Regions from separate parts of the Mus musculus genome. Here regions 1, 2, 3 and 5 are each linked to region 4. The links are chromatin contacts, called in public Hi-C and HiChIP or PLAC-seq maps. All regions are on one chromosome and are shown on one strand. The core of a region is the stretch at or near the end of the contact, and the rest is flanking DNA. Distances in the headings are between cores, read along the strand shown.

What was found. A called contact is a pair of places that touch in the nucleus more often than the background predicts. HiChIP or PLAC-seq counts read pairs in DNA pulled down with a chosen protein or histone mark.
Region 1: an H3K4me3 HiChIP or PLAC-seq map of embryonic forebrain shows a contact between it and region 4, with 4 times the contacts expected there. The contact joins the enhancer-like site here to the promoter of Zfp148 in region 4. A contact is called at or near these places in 4 of 39 promoter capture datasets (the 3T3-L1 cell line, hippocampal neurons, pre-B cells and 1 more), 6 of 115 datasets of contacts at active chromatin or transcription factors (embryonic forebrain, embryonic hindbrain, embryonic midbrain and 3 more) and 1 of 9 other capture datasets (adipose tissue).
Region 2: a Hi-C map of cerebral cortex shows a contact between it and region 4, with 2.4 times the contacts expected there. The contact joins the enhancer-like site here to the promoter of Zfp148 in region 4. A contact is called at or near these places in 4 of 39 promoter capture datasets (the 3T3-L1 cell line, hippocampal neurons, macrophages and 1 more), 10 of 484 Hi-C or Micro-C datasets (the HL-1 cell line, cerebral cortex, cumulus cells and 6 more), 6 of 115 datasets of contacts at active chromatin or transcription factors (embryonic basal ganglia, embryonic forebrain, embryonic midbrain and 2 more) and 3 of 9 other capture datasets (adipose tissue, liver and pancreatic islet).
Region 3: an H3K4me3 HiChIP or PLAC-seq map of forebrain shows a contact between it and region 4, with 5 times the contacts expected there. The contact joins the enhancer-like site here to the promoter of Zfp148 in region 4. A contact is called at or near these places in 5 of 39 promoter capture datasets (the 3T3-L1 cell line, hippocampal neurons, macrophages and 2 more), 3 of 484 Hi-C or Micro-C datasets (double positive thymocytes, nephron progenitors and uterus), 10 of 115 datasets of contacts at active chromatin or transcription factors (bone marrow-derived macrophages, embryonic basal ganglia, embryonic forebrain and 6 more) and 2 of 9 other capture datasets (adipose tissue and pancreatic islet).
Region 5: a contact with region 4 is called in an H3K27ac HiChIP or PLAC-seq map of the HPC-7 cell line, with 9 times the contacts expected there. The contact joins the enhancer-like site here to the promoter of Zfp148 in region 4. A contact is called at or near these places in 10 of 39 promoter capture datasets (the 3T3-L1 cell line, the HPC-7 cell line, HPC-7-derived erythroid cells and 6 more), 5 of 115 datasets of contacts at active chromatin or transcription factors (the HPC-7 cell line, embryonic stem cells, neural tube and 1 more) and 2 of 9 other capture datasets (adipose tissue and pancreatic islet).

The regions. Positions count from the first base shown.
Region 1 is chr16:33,602,380-33,607,408 of GRCm38.p6, forward strand. It overlaps Slc12a8 (solute carrier family 12 (potassium/chloride transporters), member 8), which reads left to right. Exons shown (of 13, transcript NM_134251.3): 6 at 3,787-3,874. Among named protein-coding and RNA genes, the nearest start is that of Heg1, 80 kb to the right of the region's middle. Within about 2 kb of position 3,647, at least 73 of the 459 cell types and tissues checked have an H3K27ac peak or open chromatin away from gene starts, as enhancers often do. A contact at or near this core is called in embryonic forebrain, where this site is marked.
Region 2 is chr16:33,558,108-33,563,206 of GRCm38.p6, forward strand. All of the region lies in intron 4 of Slc12a8 (solute carrier family 12 (potassium/chloride transporters), member 8), which reads left to right. Among named protein-coding and RNA genes, the nearest start is that of Slc12a8, 42 kb to the left of the region's middle. Within about 2 kb of position 2,399, at least 194 of the 459 cell types and tissues checked have an H3K27ac peak or open chromatin away from gene starts, as enhancers often do. A contact at or near this core is called in adipose tissue, cerebral cortex, embryonic basal ganglia and 5 more, where this site is marked.
Region 3 is chr16:33,577,529-33,582,198 of GRCm38.p6, forward strand. All of the region lies in intron 4 of Slc12a8 (solute carrier family 12 (potassium/chloride transporters), member 8), which reads left to right. Among named protein-coding and RNA genes, the nearest start is that of Slc12a8, 62 kb to the left of the region's middle. Within about 2 kb of position 3,288, at least 94 of the 459 cell types and tissues checked have an H3K27ac peak or open chromatin away from gene starts, as enhancers often do. A contact at or near this core is called in adipose tissue, extraembryonic endoderm stem cells, forebrain and 1 more, where this site is marked.
Region 4 is chr16:33,377,949-33,382,322 of GRCm38.p6, forward strand. Zfp148 (zinc finger protein 148) reads left to right here and starts at 2,827. Exons shown (of 9, transcript NM_011749.4): 1 at 2,827-3,079. It overlaps 1700007L15Rik (RIKEN cDNA 1700007L15 gene), which reads right to left and starts at 2,788. Exons shown (of 2, transcript NR_045709.1): 1 at 2,568-2,788; 2 at 1,906-2,431.
Region 5 is chr16:33,528,369-33,532,841 of GRCm38.p6, forward strand. All of the region lies in intron 1 of Slc12a8 (solute carrier family 12 (potassium/chloride transporters), member 8), which reads left to right. Among named protein-coding and RNA genes, the nearest start is that of Slc12a8, 12 kb to the left of the region's middle. Within about 2 kb of position 3,018, at least 18 of the 459 cell types and tissues checked have an H3K27ac peak or open chromatin away from gene starts, as enhancers often do. A contact at or near this core is called in the HPC-7 cell line, where this site is marked.

The sequences.
Region 1 (5,029 bases), core at 2,397-4,896, 230 kb after region 4:
TTGTGGTTCTCAGCACCCATCTGGTATGTTCTGGTCGTTGTGTGGGTTCTAGGCTCCAGGCCCTCCAGTAGTGTTTTCCTGCTGGATGGGAGGGTAAGTGGACACATCTGCGTGCCCACCTGATCCGTGGACAGGGCTTCCTCTGAGGTGAAGCATCCGGGCTGCCTCAGGCCACACACTGAGGAGACTCCTTAGGAGCCTCCCAATGCTGCCCTTTCTGGCCCTGATGTTTTCCGTAATCTCTGTGTCCCAAACGGGAGACGTTTTAGTCTTGGAGTAGATGCATTCTCTCTGCATATAGACGTGTATTAACCCCACCACCACCCTTTTAATCATTCCTTTAAGAAAAGAAGGAATGAGTCGAAAGAAAATATGCCTGCCAGGCTGTTTTCCACTTTATTTTTCCCATATTGGAAAATTGTTTTGAATTTACATGTAGCTCTAAAGTTGACAGCGTTGGCCTAGAATCACGGGGGCCCGGGTTGGAACATCGGTCCAGCATACAGTGAGTGCAGTGGTACAAGCCCGTAATCACTGCACTTGGAAGGTACATTCAGGAGATCAGTAGTTTGACGTCACCCTTTGTTACATAGAGTTCAAGGTGAGCTCTGTCAGAAAGAAACAAACAAATAAAAAAAAAAAGTGATCACTGCAAAATGCTGGGGGATTATAAACAACAAAAACTGAAGAAAAAAAAATCTGTTCTTCAGTCCTGCAGAAATAATATAACATTTGTCGCCTTCCCTAGCTCCTCTTGAGTATGTAGTCATGTGTGTTAGTGTGTGTGTGGGGGGTCATGTATGTGAAGGCCAGATGTGTCTTCTCCTCTGTCGTTCACCATCTTGTTTTCTTTCTGAGACCAGGTTTCCTTGAACCTGGAGCTTGTCAACTCAGCTAGACTGGCTAGGCACGGACCCCAGGGCTGGGATTATAGGTGTATGCTACCGTTCCCTGTTTGTCTGGGTGCTGGGGGCTCAAACTCAGGTCCTACTCTATGTGTGGCAAGTACTTGATGGACTGAGGTCCTTCCCCACCCTCTTTCTGTGTCTCTATCCCTCTTCTTCTCCTTTCCCCTTCCCACCTCAGCTAGCAAGGGCAATATGCCATATGTTCTGTTTCTGCTGAGTCTCTTTAAACAATGGCTTCAGCTACCTTTTTGTGTCACAGCACAGCCCACACTGTCTCTGAGGCTTGGTACTAACTGACAGGCACACCACCATCCTCTCTTACTGACAGACACCACCATCCTCTTACTGACAGGCATATATACCATCATCTACTAGTTTCAGACATGAAATGGTTTGTAATTTTTGCTATTCCAAACAAGTACTTATAAACATCGTTGGTTATGTCTTTATTCATACCTGTTCTAGTTTGCTTTTCTGTTGCTGTGATAAAACCTTTTGACCAAAAGAAAATCAGAGTAGGATAGGGCTGGTTCATTTGGTGTCTTTGCTGTGATGGACACCATGGCCAAAAAGCAAGCTGAGGAGGAAAGGGTCTAGTTGGCTTACACTTGCACATCACTGTTCATCATCAAAGGAAGTCAGGACAGGAACTCAAACAGGACAGGAAGCTGAGGCAGGAGCTGATGCAGAGGCCATGAAGGAGTACTGCTTACTGGCTTGCTCCCTATGGCTTGCTCATTAGGGTGCCCCCGCCCACAATGGGCTGGACCCTACCTCATCAATCACTAATTAGGAAAATGCACCATGACCTTGCCTACAACTTGATCTTATGGAGGCATTTTCTTACTTGAGGTTCCTTCCTCTTGGATCACTAGAGCTCATGTCAAGCTGACATAAAACTATCCAGTCCATTTGACTTATATTTCCCAGTAACAGTCCATCACTGAAGGAACTCAAGACAGGAACCTGGAGGGAGAAACTAAATCAGAGACCATGGAGGAATGCTGCTTACTGGCTTGCTTGTTAGCTTTGTCATAAGCTAGGCCCACTGGGTATAGGGATGGTGCCGCCCACAGTGGGCTGGGCCCTTTCACATCAGTCACCAATCAAGATCATTCCTCACAGACGTGTCCTCAGGCCAATCTGATTGAGACAATTCTTCAGTCGAGGTGGCTCTTACCAGGTGACTTCAGGTTGTGCCAGGATGGCAGTATAGACTGTCCAGCACAGTACCCTTGGCAGAATCACTAGGACGAAAATGTATGCAGATCCAAGTCTTGGCCCGGCATTCAGGGTTCTTTTGAAGTAGAACCCTGTGACTTTCTGGCTTCAAACTTCCCCTCGACTCGGCATCCCCTGGGTAAAGCCTGGCTCTGCAGTTTACTGGATGTGAGCCTTTAGGCTGCTTCAACCAACTTCTTTAGGAACTTTTCTATAGAATGAGAAAGTCATTCCACTTTTCGGATGTGGTTGTTTTAAGGGTTAAACAAAAATAAAATTCGCATGAAGCTCTTACCCAGCCCTGTAGGCTGAATGTAAGTCAATAGTAGTGGTATCAAACCCATGACATCCCTGAGTCCACTAAAATCTCCTTCAGGGACACTTCTGTCTTAGTTACTGCTGTGAACAGACACCATGACCAAGGCAACTCTTATAAAGAAAAACATTTCATTGGGGCTGCTTTACAGTTCAGAGGTTCAGTCCATTATCATCATGGCAGAAAGCATGGCAGGATGCAGGTAGACATGGTGCTGGAGGAGATGAGAGTTCTTCATCTTGATCCACAGGCAGCAGAAAGAGAACTATGAGCCACTGAGCCTGGGCTTGAACTTCTGAGACCTCAAAGCCCACCCTCACAGTGGCACACTTCCTTCAACAAGGCCATGCCTACTTTTAAGAAGGCCATACCTTTTAATAGTGGCACTCTCTATGGGCCTATGGAGGCCTGTGAGGGTCATTTTTATTCAAACCACTATGATGCTCCACATGAAACCATGTGTCCCTGCTGTGTCAGAGTTTCATGGCCACGTTCTCCATCACACCGAGTTGATTGAGCATACTTATGGGCTAGACTCTTACTCTACTTCAGAACACTTTGTTCTATTGAGTGTGTCTAGAGAGAAAGCATCTCCCTTCTCCTCAGCCATGCTATTGGTCCCTCACCAGGATGGATGAATTAATTTTCATTATCTTTTGGGAGGGTAGGGGATGGGTAGTTTCTTGAGGCAGGCTTCCTTTCACTCTGACTCTTTGGCTGTCCTGGAACTTGCCGTGTAGACTAGGCTGGCTTCAGACTCACAGAGATCCAAGTGCCTTTACCTTTCCAATGCTTCCACTGGGGTTCTTGGGACTTGAGGTAATACGGAAAAGATTTGCCAGAGTGTTCACCTCAGATTTTTGTCATTTGTAGCTCTGAACATGGCACCTGGTCCTGGCTGCTGGATGATACCTAACCCCAGAAGTGCTTGAACCCTCTGTGAATTAGTTGCTGAAGAACTCTGCAGGCCCTTTGATTCCCGCTGAGCCACTTGGGCACTGTCCCAGCTAAGCAAGCAGGCAGAGCTCAGAATGCCCCATCAGGACCTTTGTGTGGCTCTGATCACACCTCCCTCATCCTTAACACTTTCATGGAGTGATAAGATGCTTTTGTAGCAGGGAGGGGTTTCCTCCTCAGCGCACAATCCACAAAGGTCCCTTTCACATCCCTGTAGATGCCTCCCCAGTTGCCTAGGGAGATAGACAGGCGGCCAGCCTGCAGTCCTTCAAATGACAGCTTCTAGGAAAGAGCCTGGAGGAGAAGAAGGGACCACCCTGGGGAGAGCTCTTTGATTGACAGAGTACCCTGCCTCACTTCATCTCTTGTCTGGGTGTCTTTCAGGAGTCATGGCTGGCTTCAACATGGGAGGAGACCTGAGAGACCCTGCTGACAGTGTCCCCTTAGGCTCCCTAGCAGCTGTTGGCGTCTCGTAAGTTCCCCTCTTAGATTGGTCTGAGCTGGAGAATGGGAGAGAAAACCCAGGCAGAAGAGGGGGCTGCCCCTTTTGTTCTGAGAATGCCCTGGCTGTGACCAACCTATTTCGTATTCCAATCCTCCTTTTTACACTCGGTGGGCTGGAAAATTCACGTCTGGTGGGTTCTGATGCTGCCCTTTCACAGTCCTGCCTGAGAATGCTGTGGGAGGAGGGGGATCATGAATGCAAAATAATCCTTCCTTGCCCCACCCCCAACCACCCTGCCTCTTCTCCACCTTCTTTTGAACTTGGGGATTTTTTTTTTTTTTAATTCAGAGTTCCCAGGGTCATGGTGGGAACATGGGGATGAAGCATTGGGTAATCTCATAGACTAGCATCGGCATTCCATTTGTCAGCCTTCTGAGCTTCTATGAAAGGAGAGAGGGAGGGAGGGAGGGGAGAGAGAGGGAGAGAGAGAGAGAGAGAGAGAGAGAGAGAGAGAGAGAGAGAGAGAGAGAGGATGGGGATGTCTACATGTCATATGTGTACCGAATGAATGGAGGGAGATGCTACATGATGCAAGTAGCAGAAGCTCAGAGATGGGGCTCCCCCTCCCTCAGTTGCTGGTTTCTGGGGTTTTAGTTCCTATCACGCTGCTGTCACCTGACTAACAAGACCTTGAGTCTGGGTTTTTTGTTTTTTGTTTTTTTTCCTTCTAGAGTCTTCTGTTATTTCCCCTGTGTAGTAGGCAGGAGGGCACCTCTCTGCCTTCACTGAATAGGTGCGGAAATGCAGTGAGGTCATAGGCAGAAAGAACCCTGCCACGAGGAGCTGGCAGTGCCTGTGCTATTTTAATGACAGCACTTGAAAATGTTAAAATATCTGCCTGTGAATGCTTACTGACACAAGTCCCTTGCTGCCAGCCAGGCACAGGGCACCAGGCCGTGTGTATAAAAGAGGCAAGGACATTGTGAAGAGCATAAAACGATCAGGAAGAGCTGAGCATGAGAGAGGGGGAGAGAGGAGGTTCCACATGAGCACCTGTCCTGCTTTACACAGAGCTGGAAGTCAGAGGAGCCTTGTGTGTCATGGCCCAGCCGGGAATGGGCAGATCTCAGGGTCATGTGACTTAGTCAGCCACCCAGAACAGCTTGATGGCAGAGCCACTCT
Region 2 (5,099 bases), core at 1,149-3,648, 180 kb after region 4:
CCATGAAAGTCAGGCAAATAGAGAGAAAATGTATTTTAGAAGATGAAGTAACACGAGGTACATTTTAATGCTAGTTTCTACATTTTTAAAATGAAACTGTGAACCGCCAAACATAATCCCTTGGTTATCCGGGCAGGCATTTGCCAAGCTTCTGTGACAAGCCCACATGACCATGGCGCACTGCTCCGCGTGGTGTCTGAGTCAGTCAGCGGGACCTGGGATAGGCTGGTCTCCAGCAGGCAGAATCCAGCAGGCAGAAGCTGCTCCGTGAGGCTGGGGTCTTGTATTTGGCCGATGAAGGGCAGAGTCACAGCATGGGAGCTAGGAAAGGCTCCAGCGATCTTGCCTGCTTCTGCTCTCAGCTGAGACGGCTCTTCCTGAGCTTCCATTGAGCTCTTGGTCGCCACAGGACCTTTGCTCAACTCTGATTCCTGTTTGCTAATTTGTTCGTTTTGGGTTTTGGTTTTTGCAGGGTCTCACTGTCCAGGCAGAACTAGAACTCACTCTATAGCCAAGGATCCTCTGGAACTTCTGATCCTCCTGTCTCCACCACCCAGCTGCTGGTCTTAAAGACATATCTTGTCACGCCTGGTTTTATCTATGACCCATTTTGCACATTGGTCATGTACCTATTTGAAATAGCCATTTTTCCTTGATTCTGTGAAATAAGTCCTTTGCTCTCTTCTTGGTCTTCCTAGTCCTCATATGGTCAGGGGAGCGTGGAACTCAGTTCCCTGCTGTCAGTGATCAGGGGAGCACAGAGCTCAGTTCTCTACTGTTGGTGATCAGGGGAGCACGAAGCTCAGTTCTCTGCTGTCAGTGAGTACTCTGGGATTTCTTCATCATCACCGTTGCCCTGCTTCATCTGCCTCCCTAGAGTTCTCCAACCCAGCTTCCATATTGCCAGTTCCCATGGTCTACACACCATCTCAAATTAAAGTCAAACACCCTCTGGCCCTTCATTCATTATCTCCATTTTTCTACTTTTAAAAGTTAGGATTAATCTAATTATCTCTTAAAAGTAGAATTGTCTTTTCTTCACTGACAAGTTCTTATGTGTGAGTAATATATCTTGGTCATATCCACCCCCAAGACCCCTTCTAACAACCCTGAGACATCCCCGACACATCTTCCTCCCACCCTCACATCCGCTCTGGCTTCTGTATTGCTTTGGCAGCCCACTGAAGCCAGTTGTTACTTTCTGTTGAGTGGTGACTCCTGACTGTGTTGGCCTGGTCTTCTGCCGGTGGCCATAGCTGCTGTGGGTTCCCGAGTGTATTGATCGTGGCATGTCCAGAGGACAGTGCCCACAGTGCTCCTCCCCACCCACAGTACTCCTCTACACTCACAGTGCTCCTCCACACTCACAGTGCTCCTCCCCACCCACAGTGCTCCTCCACACTCACAGTGCTCCTCCCCACCCACAGTGCTCCTCCACACTCACAGTGCTCCTCCCCACCCACAGTGCTCCTCCCCACACCTGGGGCCTTCAATTCTTTCTGCCTCATCTGAGATGGTGTCTCAGCCTTGAGGGTGGGATGGAGGTCACATAGCTGTCCCATTTAGAACCGAGGACTCACTCAGTCATCAGTTCAGTCTCTTTGACCAGTTATGCGTCTCTGACCAAGATTACAGGGAGCACTGGTCTATATGTGTCACTATTTAGAAAGAAGCCTGACAATATGTCCACTTAGCAAAACCACACTGTGACAGATGCTGGGCAGGGTTGCTTCCCACCTCAGAGACGCAGAAGCAGCAGTCTGGAGAGAGGAGTAATTTCTAGGAACCCAGGCTTCTGCGGTCAGCCCCTTGCTGGTCTAGCAGAGAGGCAAAAATCTGAGTTATCAGACTTAGGTTCCTGTGTAAGGCCTATGCCCTAAGGCATGGACTTTTGCCTAGGTTTATAGTATATACGTGAGCTCTGTCCTGTGGAGCAGGGTGAACACGAACATTCTGGCTGCTCCTCTGGAGTGTGAAGTCAGCCCACATGGTGGCTAAGAAGGACAAGGCTTGGATCTTTCAGAATTGCTCAGCACTGGCTTACAGAGACAGGCAGTACATATTTGCATGGAGAGAGCCCACGAGGAAAGGTAGCCAGACTGCATGGCCTTTTTTGTCCCTGCAGGAGCGGTCGGCTAGTCTGTAGCCGCCATAAGGGAGGCCTCCATGCCCTTACTGTGAGACCCCTGTCTTGCACCCCATTTTTAGCACCCTGCTTCAGTCCTGGAACGGGAACAGGGGCCAGGTTACCACTGTGGCATTACCTTCCCAACCAGCTCCTGCCCCTTGTGGTGGACACCAACGCTGCAGGCTTTGTCTCCAAGTGGTTTCCAGGCTGTGGGGCAAGGCCTGCCTGGAGGGCCGGCCTTGCAGTGCCCTCCGTGGCCTCTGTGTGGAGTTGCAGTCTGTGTTCTCTCGGGACCTCTGGGCAGGATACCTCGCCCCAGGGCAGCTCACTCAGCCCTTCTCCCTTCCACAGTCCTAGGAGGAAACACCCACTCCTGTGTGTGGATTGCTTCTCCAGAGCTGGTGTTTATGTTTTTGTTCACCAAGGACTGTCATGCACACACTCTCAAGTGACACTGGACAGGGCTGGGCAGGGTTACTTGAGAGATGCCGAAACAGCAGCCGGGAGAGGGGACGTTGGTTCTGAGAGCGCCGCTGTGCAGCTAGCTCCCAGCTGGTCCAGCAGAGAGAGGCAAAGTCTGGGAGTAGGCAGAGAACTATTTCAATGAGGGCCTGACTTTCATTCCAGCCTTGGTCCCCATGGCCCTGCCTGCCCCTAGCAGTGCTGGCAGAGTCCGAGGGAAGCAGGGAACACCCTAAGCTCTGGTTCAATGCTAGACCTCTGTCCACCTGTATTTTCAAACTGCATGGGGTTGGGGATCCCTGCCCGGTGTCCTCTGCTCCTACAGGCTTCCGCATGGCCTTCTTCAGAGATGGGCAGTGAGGTGTAGTGTGGGACAAAGACTATGGGTCCCAGTGTTCTGCTCCCAGAAACCTGGGGATAGAAAGTCCCCTAACCCATTGGTCTGGAGTGTGCTGAGAGCATAGCGCCCATCTTTGTTCCAAACCTCTCACTTGACTGGTGCTCAGCCAAGGCTTGAACTCACAGATCTTTGCTGTGTGTGTGTGTACATATGTACGTATTTGAGGAACCGGGGAGAGGGACACTCTATATGTATTATCCTAGTCACCCTTGAAACACCTAGTGGGGGCCGTGAGGTAACAATGCCCACTTTATAGACAAGGGAGTGGAGACTCCAAAGAGCTGGTCCAATTTTCCTAGATTGTGTAGTAAGTGGCTTGGCTAGTATGACCTCAGAGGCGCCATGTGCCATCAGGTAGAGGTAGGGTCTCTATACTGCTTCCATTCTTTCAGATCAAGAGGGTCTGAGAGCCTGAGTTCTCAGCCAGCCTTCTCTTGTGGGGGTCAGATGGTCAGAGCCAAGCCCCTAGAGGGGTAAACAAGAGATGAAATAGAAGCCTGTGAACAACACCAGGCAGGGTGGTGACAAAGACATGCTCTCCCAGTGCCACTAGGAACTGAGATCTCGGACAAGCTCAGCCAACAAGTGCTAGATTCAGGTCCAAAGTCCGGCAGGTTTATTGTCAGGCCACCGAGGTCACTCCCCACGTAGCCTGCCTCTCACCCCTGGGTTCTCCAGCAGCTGCCTTCTTCCTGGAAGGCGGGGTGATACAGCAGGTGGCTCCACACTGGTCCTCTGCATTGAGCCCGAGGGCAGTCCCACCTCAGCGTGGGTGAGCATTTCTGCCATTCCTTAGCATAGTTCCCTGACAAAGATGCCAGCTGAGAGTGGGCAAGGAGCACAGCTGGGTCAGGGTAGCAAGCCTGCGGGATCTGAGGCCGCGGTAGAAGGGGCATGGTGAATAGCCTTTATTTTTGAGACAGCATCTCATTGTGTAACTCTAGCTGGGTCTGGATTAACACTATGTAGATCAGGCTAACTTTGTACTCAGAGATCTACCTGCCTCTGCTTCTGCCTCTGAGTGCTGGGATTAAAGGTGTACCACCAAGATGTTTTTATTATTATTATTATTATTATTATTATTATTATCATCATCATCATCATCATTATCCTATCTTCTGTTTCTCTTTTATCTCTCCCCATACTTGACTTGCCTCCCTTTCTGGTTTCCTTCCCTTCTCTCTTTCCTTCTATCTTCATGATTGGATCCTTGAAATGAACCAGTGTATGGGAGTTTTTGGCCTAGCCCAGATCATTCATTCCTATTGCTGTCCTAAATCCTCTTGGTACCCTTTTACCACTAAATATATATGTTAGTGTGTTTAGCCGAAGATGTGACCCCTGTGACCCCTGTGGACAAAGGTAATGAGCAGCATTTGGGTGACTTGGAAGCAGGCATTGCGGATGATTTAGACTTGAGGAGTGTGGTCATTCATTTATATTGGATCTCAGCAGATGCCATTCACCACGGAGGGCTAGTGTGACAAGTTCTTGTTATAGACACTGGGACAGAATCTGGAAGCTCATGGATGCTCAGGGAGAGATGAAGTTGGGCCTGCCTGGATGCCCTTACCTGGTCCCTCTCTTCAGAACCCTCATTTGCTTTGACAGTGATCTGAGGCACACGGCTGGGATGTCATAGTGGGACTGAGGCTTCAGAAGAGTCCCAGTTGCTGGAATTGTCCCTTAGGTGGCTTGTCACAACAACGTGAATGCTCTGGGGGATAGGGATAGATACTGTCACGTCTGTGTCACCCAGCACCGGGCTAAGGCCTCAGGCAGGGTTTGAGACTCTGTTAATTGGGCAAATGAAGGAATCAGAATGTGGAGAGCCCTGGGGAAAGGTCCCGGCCACCCTTGGCCCCTTGTCTGCAGACCTGGGTGGCTGATCCTCCCCAGGCTCCCCCCAGAGAGGCGCCAACCTTCCTGTTTTGGCAGTGGCTCTCAGGTATTCTGTCTGCACAGGCTCAGCTGGCAAGGGATTTCACAATGCCTTCACAGAGGGCCCGGCCCTGGGTGGAGACCGGTTACAAGTTCAGTCAGACCTTCTTGGGCAGAAGGAAGGAAGAAGGGTTACAGCTGAGAGAAGCCGTGGCTTTGAATGTCTTC
Region 3 (4,670 bases), core at 2,038-4,537, 200 kb after region 4:
GGCTGCAACATGCTACTCAGATCCTACCAACCTCTTTTCCCTCATATCTGAAAACAAGTGGTAATGGCTGCCCTGCTGGACTGTCAAAGAATGAAGTAAGATACTGTCAATGTGAGACCCGGTGTGGACCCTGGCATGAAGCAGGTGCTCCACAGAGAGTTATTGTAGCCATCACTGCTTATCCTAAAAGGAGAAGCCCCTGGAAGCCACTGGGTTGTGTGCTAAGACAGTGTTTCTCAGGTCTCAGGATCTAGGGCCCGTGTGAAAATGAAAATTCTTGTGTGCTTGGTCAGGGATGAGGAAGGAGCGGACCCACGAGCATTCTTTGAACAGTGCTCAGGCCCTGCTGCTCCTGGGACTAGGCTCTGCACTGTGAGGCAGGCACGGGGACACTTTAATCCAAGCCATCTGGATGAGACCTTACTCCTCTGTTTCTTTGTGTCGGTGGCTGTCATTACAACACTTTCTACCCCATTAACAAAGCTTCCAGGTACCACATCCCGATGATGACATCCAGTCTGAGCCGAGGAATTGATGCAGAAGGAAGAGGGACCCTGAGGTGTCTCCTGTTAGGAGATACCCCAGACAGCACCTCACTCTGCATGAGCCTTGAAGGCTATGGGTGCCTGGAGCAGTGAGCTCTGCCAGCCTCTGAGGGGACATGGGAACAGATTAGAGCAGTAGAGCCAGCATGCTGCCACTGTCACAGGGCCACCTAGGTTGATAGCATATTACCCCAAGGCTAGTTCTGGCTTGTGGGGACCACTGTTAAATGTTGTTCCCAGTCCTCAAGTCCTGGTGACCAGAAGAGTCTTGGAAGTGGGAACATGTGGGCCAAGTATGACTCCTTAGAACACCTGACACTGAGACACCCAAACCTCTGCTTCTGATAGCCTCCTTGCCTGACTCCTTAGAACACCTGACACTGAGACACCCAAACCTCTGCTTCTGATAGCCTCCTTGCCTGCCTCTCCACTGCTGACACACCAAGCCCCCCCCCACCCCCCCCCGGTGTCAGCAAAGGGAGCCCAGGCTTCCACCTAAACTCAAGAACACACAGGGCTCTGTCCGTATCTGCACTGGACAGATAGATAACAGCAAGCCTAGCACTGATCTTTCCCTCCTGGGCTCTAGCCAGCCCTGTTCTGGGAATAGCCATGTCTGGGAGGTTATTGCTTCATAGCTGATTTCCCACTGGCCTCAACCAAGAAGTGCTTTTATTCCCTATTTCTATATGTGTAAAGCAGGCGGGAGCTGGGTCTAAATCAAGGCTGTGGGCTGTGATCTCTGAGGGGGCATGTGCAAAGAAATGGGTTCTTTTGGTTTTCTTTTTTATTGTGATAAAATATCTCTAAGGTGTGAGTTGATGTTTAAACCATATTTAGGTAAGCGATTCAGTGGGGTTAGCCACAGTCATCACTATATACAGCAGTCACCACCATCGGCTCCTGAAGGTTCCCTCACCTCAAATAGAAAACGAGTCCCCGGGCCCTGAGGAACTGTTCTGCCGTGTCTGGCTCTGAGTTTGTCAGGCTGGATGTTACACAGGAATGGACTCTTAGGACACTTGTCCTTTCACTTGGAGTGATGTTTTTAAAGACCACCTAAGTTGTAGTATGTCCAGTGTTTCATCCCTTTGTGTATGGTGTGAGTGAGTGTGTGTGTGTCTGTCTGTCTGTGTCCATCCATGCATGAGTCCGTGTATGCAGAGGCCAGAGGACAATCTTAGCTGCTGTTCCTCAGGTGTTGTCCACGGTGCTTTCGAGACAGGGTTTCTCACTGGCCTGGAACTCACCAAGTAGGTAAGACTGGCCAAGGAGCCCCAGGGATCTGTTTGCTCATCTCTGTTTCCCCAGTGGCAGGATTATAAGCGTGTGTCCCCACACCCCACTTTTAAGCATATGTGATTAGTGGGGCTGACGGATGACTCGGTGGTTAGAAGCACTGGCCGCTCTGTGTTGGACCTGGGTTTGGTTCCCAGCACTCAGGAGCAACTGTAGTTCCAGATGCAGGAGATCTGATGCCCTCTCTTGGCCTCTGCTGGCACCAGAACTTATATTTTCTCAGCTAGGCTGGAAGCCAGCAAGCCTCTATAACCCTCCTGTCTCCTCACCCTCATTGCTGAGGTTCTAGGCATCTATCTGCAGGGAAACCCAACTTGTGACAGGGATGCCGGAGGAATTTTGTTCTCATGACTGTAGGATAAGTTTTCCTGCCCTCTGAGTAAATTCTTTGGCTCTCTGCCTATTAAAATCTGGATTCTGGAGTGTTGAACTCAGGTCCCCTTGTTTGCCAGGCAAGTAGGTTACCAGCTACGCTTGCTTTCTAGCCACCACTTCATCCCTTTTCATGGCTGAATGATATTCCATTCCCCAAGTACACTACATTTTGTTTATGCCTTCTCCGGTTGTGAACACTTGGCTTGATCCCAAATGTTACTCTTAAGAATATTTTATGTTTTTGCATGTATCATGTGGTGAGACAGTATAGCCATACCAGAAAAATAGCTATCTGGTACATAATGGAAAAATAGTCAAATAGCCCCACAATAACAATACATATGATTGCTGCTACGGGGCCTGTGAGGACACATAGGGCTTGTTGAGTGGAGGCTTAGATTCCCTGGGTCCTGCCCTTACCTGACCAGCTGCCAATCTTGTGATATAGGACTCACTTTTCCTGGGCCTCAGCATCTCCATCTATAAAATGGGTGTCAGGGTAGAGTCCCTGGACCGTTCTCAGGTTCTGTGATGCTGCGCTGTCATCCATGAGATTCACTCTGTCACTGTTGTCTGTTTTCTGTGTTGCTGGGAATTGAACCCAGGGCCTTGTTCATGTTGAACACACGCTTTACCACTGATGTGCATACCCAGCTCCATGCCATGGGATTCTAGGGAGGCTTTCTGATTTGTTTCCTGGTTGGGATTGGCTTGGAGACTTGCGAGGCAGGAGCTGTGTGTTTCAGTGTGTCAGCCTGCTGCACAGCAGGAGTGTATCTCTGAGATGGTCCTGTGCACTACAAGGCCACTTGGCATCCTCAGCCATCTGCCTAGGGAGCATAGCCACATAGAAGTGGGGCAGGGGATGGACTTCTGGGTCAGAATTCCCCAGTGGCATGGAGCTGAGAGTGGGTAGCTAATTGGAGGAGGCTTGGGGTGGGGTGAGGGGTAAAATGGCTTAGAATTCTGTTGGGGAGGTCAGGTCAGAAGTTTAAGCATGGGAAGTGGATGCCAGAGGCAGGGACAGCCAGAAGGAGCAAGTGGTGACTGGGAGGAACCCACAGCTAGGGTGGAGACTTCCTGTCCAGCAGCCCCTTGTCCTGGCAGGAGAGCACATTCCTTTACCCCAGGAGATAAGAGGCCAGCTTTTCCTTTCTCAGGGAATCCTTCAGGCTGAGAGTTACACAGGCCAGGCCTCTGGGGGTGGGGGGTGGGTGGGGGAATCTGGGGCCACAGTGGGTGGGACCTCTCTAGTCCCCAAAGCAGGGCCCTAGTTGCCCCTGGAGCTCCTGGCTCCCTGCCAGGTCTCCCTGCATCCTTGGGATAGTTGTGAAGCCAGCACAGTGTTAGAATCTGCCCTGGGCCCCTCTCTCTGGGATTCCTACCTCACTGAGAAAATGTGCCAGGCTGTTGACAGCTTAAATGTCCAGCTGGGACAGCACTCCACATGGGATCTGGCACAAGCTTGGCTGCCCCAGTAGCTACTGCTTTCCTCTCCTTAAGGTGACGCTTTCTTCTTAGAGCCCAAGTCAGGCTTTGTCCTCATTTCTGGCATTTTTTTTTTAAAGATTTATTTATTTATTTTATGTATACGAATGCAGTGTAGCTGTACAGATGGTTGTGAGCCTTCATGTGGTTGTTGGGAAATTGTATTTTTAGGACCTCTGCTGGCTCCAATCAACCCTGCTCACTCTGGCCCAAAGGGTTATTTATTATTATACATAAATATACTGTAGCTGTCTTCAGACACCCCAGAAGAGGGAGTCAGATCTCATTACGCATGGTGGTGAGCCAACATGTGGTTGCTGGGAATTGAACTCAGAACCTCTGGAAGAGCAGTCAGTACTGAGCCATCTCTCCAGCCCCCAAGTACTTTTAAAAACAGAGGCCATTGGTCATAGAAGGCACAATTTGGCTGTTAGAAGCCATCTTGCAATAGGAAACGTTCAGCTTCCCTTCCACAAGGAAGAATGCTCAGCTCAGAGGAACCAGGCTGCTCTTTCAGAGTGTAGAGGTGGCAAGGGTTCAGTTGCTGGACACTTAGTCACTCCCCCATCAGAGCAGAGCATCTACCCCTCCTCCTCTGGCCCTTCATCCCCTTGGATGCGAGAATGTGTGTATGTGTGTGTGTGTATGTGTGTGTGTGTGTGGGGGGGGGTTGGTGGGGGTGTTACTGCTTCCTGGCAGCCTGTCCCGCTCAGGGTGGAGGCCTTCCCCAGGGACAGAGGAGGCTCCAGGCTGCTTTCCTTGGGTAATCTGGGTGGACCCTGCAGGCCCAGCCCCATTTCACGTTTCCCTTCTGGCCCCTGCTGAATGTCCAGCCCTCTCTTCATGTTTTCTCTCTGGGTGGAGTCTCAGACTTGGAGACCTCATTCACTCCTCCACAACCCCTCCTCGAACGACCAAAGTTACCAGGGATGAGGCTAGAGTGCAGGTTGAGGGCTGCTCCCA
Region 4 (4,374 bases), core at 1,577-4,076:
GGTAAGGAGTGGTTCTGTCCTCACTGTGGGGACAGACCTGTGCTCCTACATAGGATGGAGGTAAACTCTAAACACACATGAGGATGCACATGCCGGGTGTGGTGGCACATGCCCTTAATCCCAGCACTCGGGAGGCAGAGGCAGGCTGATTTCTGAGTTCGAGGCCAGCCTGGTCTACAAAGTGAGTTCCAGGACAGCCAGGGCCACATAGAGAAACCCTGTCTTGAAAAACCAAAAACCAAACCAAACCAAACCAAACCCCTGGAGGATGCACATGGGTTCAAAGGTCACAGATACTGCCCGGTTTTGTGGGCACTACGTAACAGGCTCCTGCCAATCTGCTGCTGTTGATGGCTCTCCATAGTTTTATATCACACCATTGGGAGAAGCTGGGTGAAGAGATAAAGGAGTTGTTTTGCCCTGTATTTGTAACTTCGTATAAGTGTACAGTCATTTTAAAAATTTATCATTAGGGGTGCCCCTGTGGATGTTAAGAGGACAACTTTGGGGCTGGAGAGATGGCTCAGTGGTTAAGAGAACCTACTGCTCTTCCGAAGGTCCTGAGTTCAAATCCCAGCAACCACATGGTGGCTCACAACCATCTGTAATGAAATCTGATGCCCTCTTCTGGTGCATCTGAAGACAGCTACAGTGAACTTAGACATAATAATAAATAAATCTTTAAAAAAAAAAAAGAGAACAACTTTGTGGAATTGATTCTCTCCATCTACTTTTAGTGTGAGTTGAGCTCAGGTTGCTATCTTGTGAAGCAAGTGCGGTCACCTGCTGAACCCCCTTGCTGATCCTTCATTTGTTTTAAAGAGTTATTTTTATTCATGGTGTGTGCTTGTGCATATTATCTGCCATGTGTGTGCAGGTGCTCTGGAAACTTGGGCCCTCTGAAAGAGCAGCAAGTGCTTTGAAATGCTGAGCCATCTCAGACAGGGTTTCTCTGTGAAGCCCTGGCTGTCCTGGAACTTGCTCTGTAGACCAGGCTGGACTCTAACTCAAGTGATACCCCTGCCTCTGCCTCCTGAGTGCTGGGATTAACGTCACTACCTTATGGCTGTCTCTCATTGTTTTAAAGTGGGTGAGTGGAAGAAATTTAAGATGGAAAGGAAGCAAGCTGCGTGGCCAAGACTGGTATTGGAAGGTAAGCAGCAGCAGTCTGGATAAAAAAAATGGACCAGCAAGAATTTCAAGAGCCTTCAATCACTCTTACTTTGAAGGCATGGTCAGTAGTCTTCTCCACTCTGCCCATTTTAGATGGTTGTTTCTTCCTTGTCTTAATTCTCTTCAGAAACAAAGAGATGTATTCCTAGTGGCAACCCTATTCATCTTAGTCCACTGGGTGTGACCCTAGGCTTTTAGCTCTTTCTAGTTATTAGCTTTACCACAGCTTAAACCTAAAAGTTAGCTTCTTGGCTGCCAGAGGGTTTTTTTTTTCTTCTCTTCCCTTTTTAAAAATACATCTGAATTTGATGTCACTGCAGTTGCTAGAAGTTGCCAGAAGGCTGTCCTCCAGCTAACTGTCCCTTGCTCTAGCTTGTATCACGGTTTTGTTACAATTAGCATTCAGAATATGCACTGTCATCTTATTAAAATTTATATTTTTTTAGTGGAGAAGGTTCAAGTAGAGTTTATTGTGAGGCTGTGGGCTCATCCCTGCTTTTCTTAGTTAACTGTGTTTGAATTCAGCTGAACTTCTGAGCCTCAGCTACTTCAAAAGGCGTCGCGGTTTACTAAGGTTAACGCCTGAGGGAATATTAACCTTGCAGACAGTAATCTAATTCAGTGTCATCACAAGTGCATAATGCGGGAGTTTGGAGTTTGGCCAAAAAGCCTATTCAAATGAACATTCAAGGGGTGGGGAGGTGGGTGTGGACAAGGAGAGAATTCCAGAAATGGTTATGTAGATATTTTAATGTCCTTTCCCTCTCACCTCAAAGGTTATGTTTAAGTATTGCAGAGAGGTGCTAAAATAAAGCCTTGAGATTGTGAAACAGAAATCCTAACGAAGGTGCTCCATCTCTCAGGAAGTTCCCAATAACCCGATCGACATTCACTGGGCACATTAAGTTAGCTGACCTTGTACTACTGTGTGGGCACAAAGGTCATTAACTGTAAGCCCTCCCTTTGTATAGGCAACTAAAGGGCCTTGGTGTTAAATGAGGGCGCTCCTAAGAAACCAGGATTTAGTGAAGGTCGTCGAAGGGCTGCCAAAAGATGGCTCAACTAAGCAATCTTAGGTATGCAGAGATTATAACCAAGTCTTTGCTGACATGCAGACCGTGGTTTGGGCCAACGAAGTCCTGACTGGGATCTCTTGCTTTTTCTCGGTGCCCACATCCTGCATCGCGGTTTGCAGACTCCAACCAGGTTTTCTAGTTTCAAGGGTGCAGGGTAGCATCTTCCGGAAAAAGAGGAGAGGCTAGGTAAGAGAATAAAAGAAAGATCCAAGAAATCCTGGCTAAACCCTTCATCGACGTTCCCGCCCCTTCCACTTCCCAGGGCCTGGGCCGCTATTTAATCCCCATTTTTCACTTCTCGGGGTGCCAGGCACGCACCCAGCCTCAAGGGGAGGACGTCCCTCTCAGTGGCTTTCCCAGCTCCCATCAATTTCAAAGCGTTTTCCTCTCAGGCCCATCAGGGGGACCCCCAGAGCGGGGCCCAGCTTTCCCGGCCACGCCGCGCTGCTGACACGCAGGCGCCAGAATCAAAGCCACGCTTGGTCTCGCAGCCAGGTCTCCGCGCCAAGCGAGGGCCGGCGGCCCGGAGCGCTTCCTGTGTGCGATGCTTCCCATAATGCACCGCGCCGGCAGCGGCGGCGACCGCGGCGACGCTCTAGCCGCGCCATGTCTGCCTCTCGACTGCTCTGGGAGGAGGAAGAGAAGGAGGAAGAGGAGGAGGAGGAGGAGGGGGAGGAAGAGGAGAAAGGCGCAGGGGTGGGAGCTGTCGCCGGAGCTGCCACAGCAAAAGTTCTCTCCCCTCCCCCTCGCCCTCCTCGTCGGGCCCGTGGGAAGGTCGGAGCCGCCGCCGCCTGCAGTCAGTGACCGCGCGCCTCGGCGCCAGCCCCGCGGTAAACGCTCGGCCTGGCAGGCCTGGGCCCGGGAGGGCGGGGGAGGGGAGGGGGCGGCGCGCGGTCGGGGGGGGGGGAGCGCGGCGACGACGGTGTGACCCGCAGGAGCGGCGGGCCGGCCGGCCGGGGGGCGGCCCGGGAGGCGGCGGGCGCAGGCCGCGGGGAGCGCGGGGCTGGGGACGCGAGGATGGTGGGTCGGGGCTTGGAGAACGGAGAATGACGGGGGCGGCGGAGGCGAGAGAGCGGGCGGCCTCCGAGGCCTGCGGCCGGTGTCGGGTAGGAAGGTGGGATGCACGCGGGGAGGCCTCGGGGTGCCAGGCTGTGGGCGACGAGGCCGGCCAGACCCTGGGGTTCTCCGCCGTCTTGGTGCAGTGCTTTCTGCACCGCAGGCCTCGGTCGCCGCTGCTGCCTCGGTGTGCTCGTTGGCTGCAGGGAAGGGCAGGGGCTGGTGAAAAGGGGATTGCTTGCAGGAAGCCGAGTAGGAGTGCGAAAGGGGAGAAAGGGGCCGGAGGGGAAGATGCCGGATAGGTGGAGGAATGCCGGGGGTGGCTGTGGAGCAGTCTTGAGGATTCTGAGGGTGTTCATTGTGCAGATACGTTAGGTGTTTCATTATGGAAAGAACCGAAGCGTTTCCAAGGCAAGGGGAAGAAGGCTAGAGTAGTTTCTACGGATAGAAGGAAGAGCGTTTGAAGCCAGAGGAGTGCTAAATATTGGAAAAGAAGCAGAGAATGCATAATAGAATAGACAGATGTAGCATAATTATCAAATGCTGGCCCAAGGTCTAAAGAGTTATTCCAGATGGGCCAGAGTGGCCTAGTTCGGAACCTGTTTGGGCTCTTCAGTAGATGACATCCGGTAAGTGTGGGTCCCCGCTTGGTTGGGGGTCATTGAGAATTTAGTCACTTAGCCTGTAGATTGGTTTGAGACATTTTAGTGCCGCACTAGTGAACTGAAAAATCTTTGAAAGAGACCTTGAGAAACCGCCTGGCTTCTGGGCATTCTTGAGGCCACGGAGTTGAGAATTTTAGCAGATTTGGAGTATTGTCTGTTACCGGAGGGTGGATGAACACCGTCCTGGAAGACGGTGGAATAGGAATTAACGTGGCCTGGCGGTGTTCTTCTTCACTGCCTAGCTTATATGGTACCACCAGAAGAGCTGGTGCCGTATTTCAGCCTAGGTTGCAGGACATAGATTGTAATTGTCCGGGTCAAGAGTTGGTGCATTCTAGTCTGGTCTTTGAAGGCTCCATTTGTCTAGTTCTATACTTCGGGTTGGCGGGAGATCCTTTTCCATT
Region 5 (4,473 bases), core at 1,768-4,267, 150 kb after region 4:
ACCCCAGGTGAGTTCTGACCCCTAAATCCTTGGTCGCATCACCCTGGTGCCCAGCTGTCTGTCACAGCTGTGATCTAGCCATGATGCATTCAGCTCCAGGGTAAAAGAATTAAGTCCTCCAAGCAGTCCACTGCATCATGGGTCAGCAGCAGCTTAGGCATATTCTCTGATGGCCAATTAAATAGTCAGCTCTTGGAAAACACGGGAACCTGCAAAGAAAAAGTCCGGCAGGTTCTTGTGCACAAGATGTAACGGGTAGAGATCCACTCTGTGTCTGTAGGAGGGCTCTGGGGAGATGTTAAGAGGTGTGCCCTGCTTCAATCCACCTCTGACCTTTATCTTTTTCTCCAGTTGTCAGAAGAGACAAGGGGTTAGCTCACGGTTCAGGTGTGATTGTTAAGGCTTATCAGGTAGTGTAGTGCCAAGAAGTGTTAGCGATCCCGCCAAAACAGACAGGAGCTGATCTGTTGCAACTCACAGCAGGGTCTTTATTTTATTGGATCTAGCTCAGGCCCTCTAGCACAGGATGGTTTTGGTGGGGGTGGGGGTAGCTTTTTTTATTGGGGCAAGGCTTTATAGTAAGCAGCAAGGGGGGGTGTGTAAGTGTGTAAGTGTCTAATTGGAAAGCTGCTGTGGCCTTTAACATAATTGGCTGGTGCTGGGAGTCATAACATAAACTCAACTTCTGCTCCCCTCTGCATTGGTGGTTGTTAGGCCTGGGGGTGCAGATCTGTTGGGGTAATAACCTGGAGATGGTGGTCTTGTTGGCAATTAGCCTAGAGACTGGAGTTAGGCTTGGGTTTTGTTGGGGAGCAACTTGGAAACTCGTGCTAGCTACCAGCCAGTTAGTTTACTTGAGTTCAAACTTAAAAGTCAGGTTCTCTAAAATGGAGTCTGAACTTAAAAGATTTGGCCTCTCGGTAGCTGTAGGAGCAAAAGGGTCTTGGGCCTGCATTCTTGTGGCTGCCTCTGGCAGAGTTGTTGTCTTACTCAGCTCACTGATGCAGGAAGGAGAGTACTTCCATGCTTATGGTGGGACAGTCTGTTTCACAGAGAAGAACTGTTCTCTCAACTGAAAACCATGGTTATCTCAGCATTGGGTACAGAACAGAGTCGCCTGGGAAGAGGGGTCTTCAAGTGAAAAATCACCCAAATCACACAGGCCTGTGTCTGTAAGGCAGCATTTTCTTAATTCCTAATTGGCGTGGGAGGGCCCAGCTCACTGTGTGTGCTGTTCATCTCTAGGCAGTTGGGTCTGGGCTATAAATGAAAGGTAGTTGAATAAGCCAGAGAAAACAAGCCAGAAAACAATGTCCCTCTGTGACCTTTGCTTCAGTTCCTGCCGGATGATGGATTGTAAGCTATAAGCTGAGACACACCCTTTCTTCCCCAAGCTGCTTTTAGTCATGGACAGCAACAGAAAGACAAACTGGAAGGGCAGAACTTGCTCCTCACTGGGTTCCTTCCGCTCAGCCGGCATCTCTGCTTCCCAGTGTACCCTGCACGAGGACCCCATCCTCGGCCACTTCCCCTTCCTCAGCCTGCACGTCTGTGTGAACCACTGAGTGAAATTCTATTTCTGGACTTGACGGTCCTAAGCTGAGGACAACTATGTTCTAAAGGCAGTTACCAACAGCTGAGATCAGAGCACCCCCTGACACTTTGAAAACAGCCCGGAACTGGTTTAACATGGACACTTCTCATCCTAGCCTCCTTTCTCATCCTTTTCTGTCCCCCTCCAGACACGGGGAGGAATCACTAGGGAGTTGAGAGCTGACATTGCGCTCCCCTCCACCCCCCTGCTGTGGGTCTGCTTCTGTTGCAGATGGCTGCTGTGCCCCTTATAATACCCAAGCAGGCAGCTGCTGTGCTGGTTGAGGGGTCTGGACCACACCCTCCTGAACAATGGCACTGTGTGTGTGTGTGTGTGTGTGTGTGTGTGTGAGGCTGGACTAGGTGCAGATGCTGGTGCTTCTGTGGGGTGCCTGGGAGACAGTGTATCACTCCCACAGAGTCTGAAAAGTCACCTGGGGGATTTGTGGTACTTACAGTCATTTTATGCTAAGGGTCTCTATTCTATCATCTGTCTCTTTTGCTGTTTGTCTGTCTATCTTTGCTTTCACTAGGTTTTAAGAGGTCTTTCTCCCTAAGAACACTGGAATTGCAATGGTGGTCAAATCCAGGTAGTTCCTACCCACTCTTTGGTGAATAAACTTTAGTGATAGTCTTTGATCACTTTGCTTAAAAACAAACAAACAGAACCCCAGCAATACCCTGGAAGGTTCCTCACACCAACATCCTGAAACACACAGTCCTGGCTCGGTCACCCAGACATTTTATAGATGTTCTGTTTCCTTTCTCAGGGTAAAAAGTGACCTACAATAGACATAAAGCACTCTTCAGGCTGATATGCTAGAGTGGGAGGTCAGGAGGCTTCCCACAGCCTTCAGACTTGAATCACAGTCACACACGCATTCACAGGGTAGACCAGATGGACACAGTGAGACCCAGAGCATTAGGATCTAAATTTAGGGAAGGAGAGAACACATTGCCTTTAAGCAAGTATGGTATATGGTAAAGTACACATCCCACAGTCTGGGCACCCATTGGTGCCCCAGCTGGAAGACTTAGGGCAGCCAGGCATTTTCTTAGCTTTAGGCAGCACCATCCGGCCTGTCTCCTAAGGCACTGTCTCCCAGGGCTGTGAGGAATGAAGCAGAGCTATTAACTCTTCCCACTGCTGAGGGCTACTGCTATTACTGACTCTAATAATAATAATAATTATAATAATAATAATAATAACAGACCCATGACAGGCCCTGACAGGAGGCTCACACAAGCAGAGACAGGAAGTTGGGCTGTGTCCTGCATTTTGAGAGACTGGGATCCTAGTCAACAATCTTGGGGTCACCTGACCCTGGGTAATGTAGGTCAAGGACAGTCTCGGGTGGCAGAGTCCTTGCTCTGAGCTCCGTCAGTCACTGGCTTTGAGGCCCTCCTGCGTTTGTGGTTTGTGAAAGACGGAAGAATCAGTAATGACTAAACAGACGTCAGCAGAGCGGAGAACCAGCAGTCAGGGCTGACCAGAGTCTCACAGGGCCTTCTGCATCGCCAGTCTAATTGACTCCCTAGTTATTTCTTGAGACCTTCTCCTCCTCCCTTCCCTCCCACGCTCCCATCTCTCCCTCCCTCCTCCTTACCTTTCTCACTCCTTTCTCCCCCTCTTCCTTTTCCCTTCCCTTCTCTCCTATAGCTTTCAAAATTAAGTTTTATTATATTTGTGTGTGTGTGTGTGAGAAAGACAGATGGACAGAGACAGAGAGACAGACAGAGAGAAGGGGGAGGCACATGCCATGGTACACATGAAGGTCAAAAGACAACTTACAGGAAACAAGTTTCTCCTTACGTTGTGGATCCAGGCATCAAACCCAGGCCATCAGGTTTGTGCAGCTGTTAACTGCTGGCCCCAAATTTAAAAATCTTTAACATAAAACATGTACATATGTATGAGGTGCAATGCGATACTATTTAGATACACGATGGATGATCATATAGAGGTGGTTAGCACATCCATGTCAAACACAAGTTATTCTTTGTGCTGGAAACCTTTAAGCTCCTCTCTCTGAGCATGTGTAACAAATCTTTGCAGACAGTAGTCACTCCTGGTGCTATGAAACACTCCAGCTAGTTCCTCCTCCCTGACCTCCCAATATCCAAACTCCATCCCTTCCTGCCCGTCCTCCCTCCATCCCTCCCCTGTCCTGTGCTTCCTCCCTCCATTCCTTTTCCGTCCCTTCCTCTCCCTCCCCTCCCCTGTCCTTCCTCCCTCCATCTCTCCCCTGTCCTTCACTGCCTCTAGTGAGCAGGACTCACTTGAAGGCCCTTTCATGGTCTATTAGTGTGGGCTAGGGAGAAGGAACAACCTTTGGGCTCTTTTGTTTTAAGCACTGTTGTCTAGCTTCGCCTGAGGTCACTGGTGTGACTTTTCAGTCATCACAGAAACAGGCCCTGTACAGGTCTTAGATTTTTCTCCTGCTTCTTGCTTCTTTTTTCTGCCTTCTCTTTGCATTTATAAATAATGCACTTATCTTTGCATTTATAAACCTAGAGTTGGGGGGAGGGGCAAAATTTCAGGCTCCAGCAATTCGAGTCTTGGCTACCTGCTCCGGTTAAAGAGACAACGGTGAGAAGCAGAAGTTATTTAGTCAGTCGGATACACTTGGGAGACAAGGATCTCAGGGTCTAATGACTCCAAGGCCATCTTTGGAAACAATGATCTGACTTTTAGGTTTAAACAGAGAAAGAAAATCCTCAGAGCAGTCTGGCTCTAAGATAATCACTCACACTCCAGGGTGTATCCTCAGCACCATGGGTTATCCCCTTCATCTGAAGCCCTGTGAAGAGCTACTGTTGCTTGAATTCAAGGTGGTTAGAGATTTAGGACAATTAGTTACTTCTGTGCCTTCATCCTTG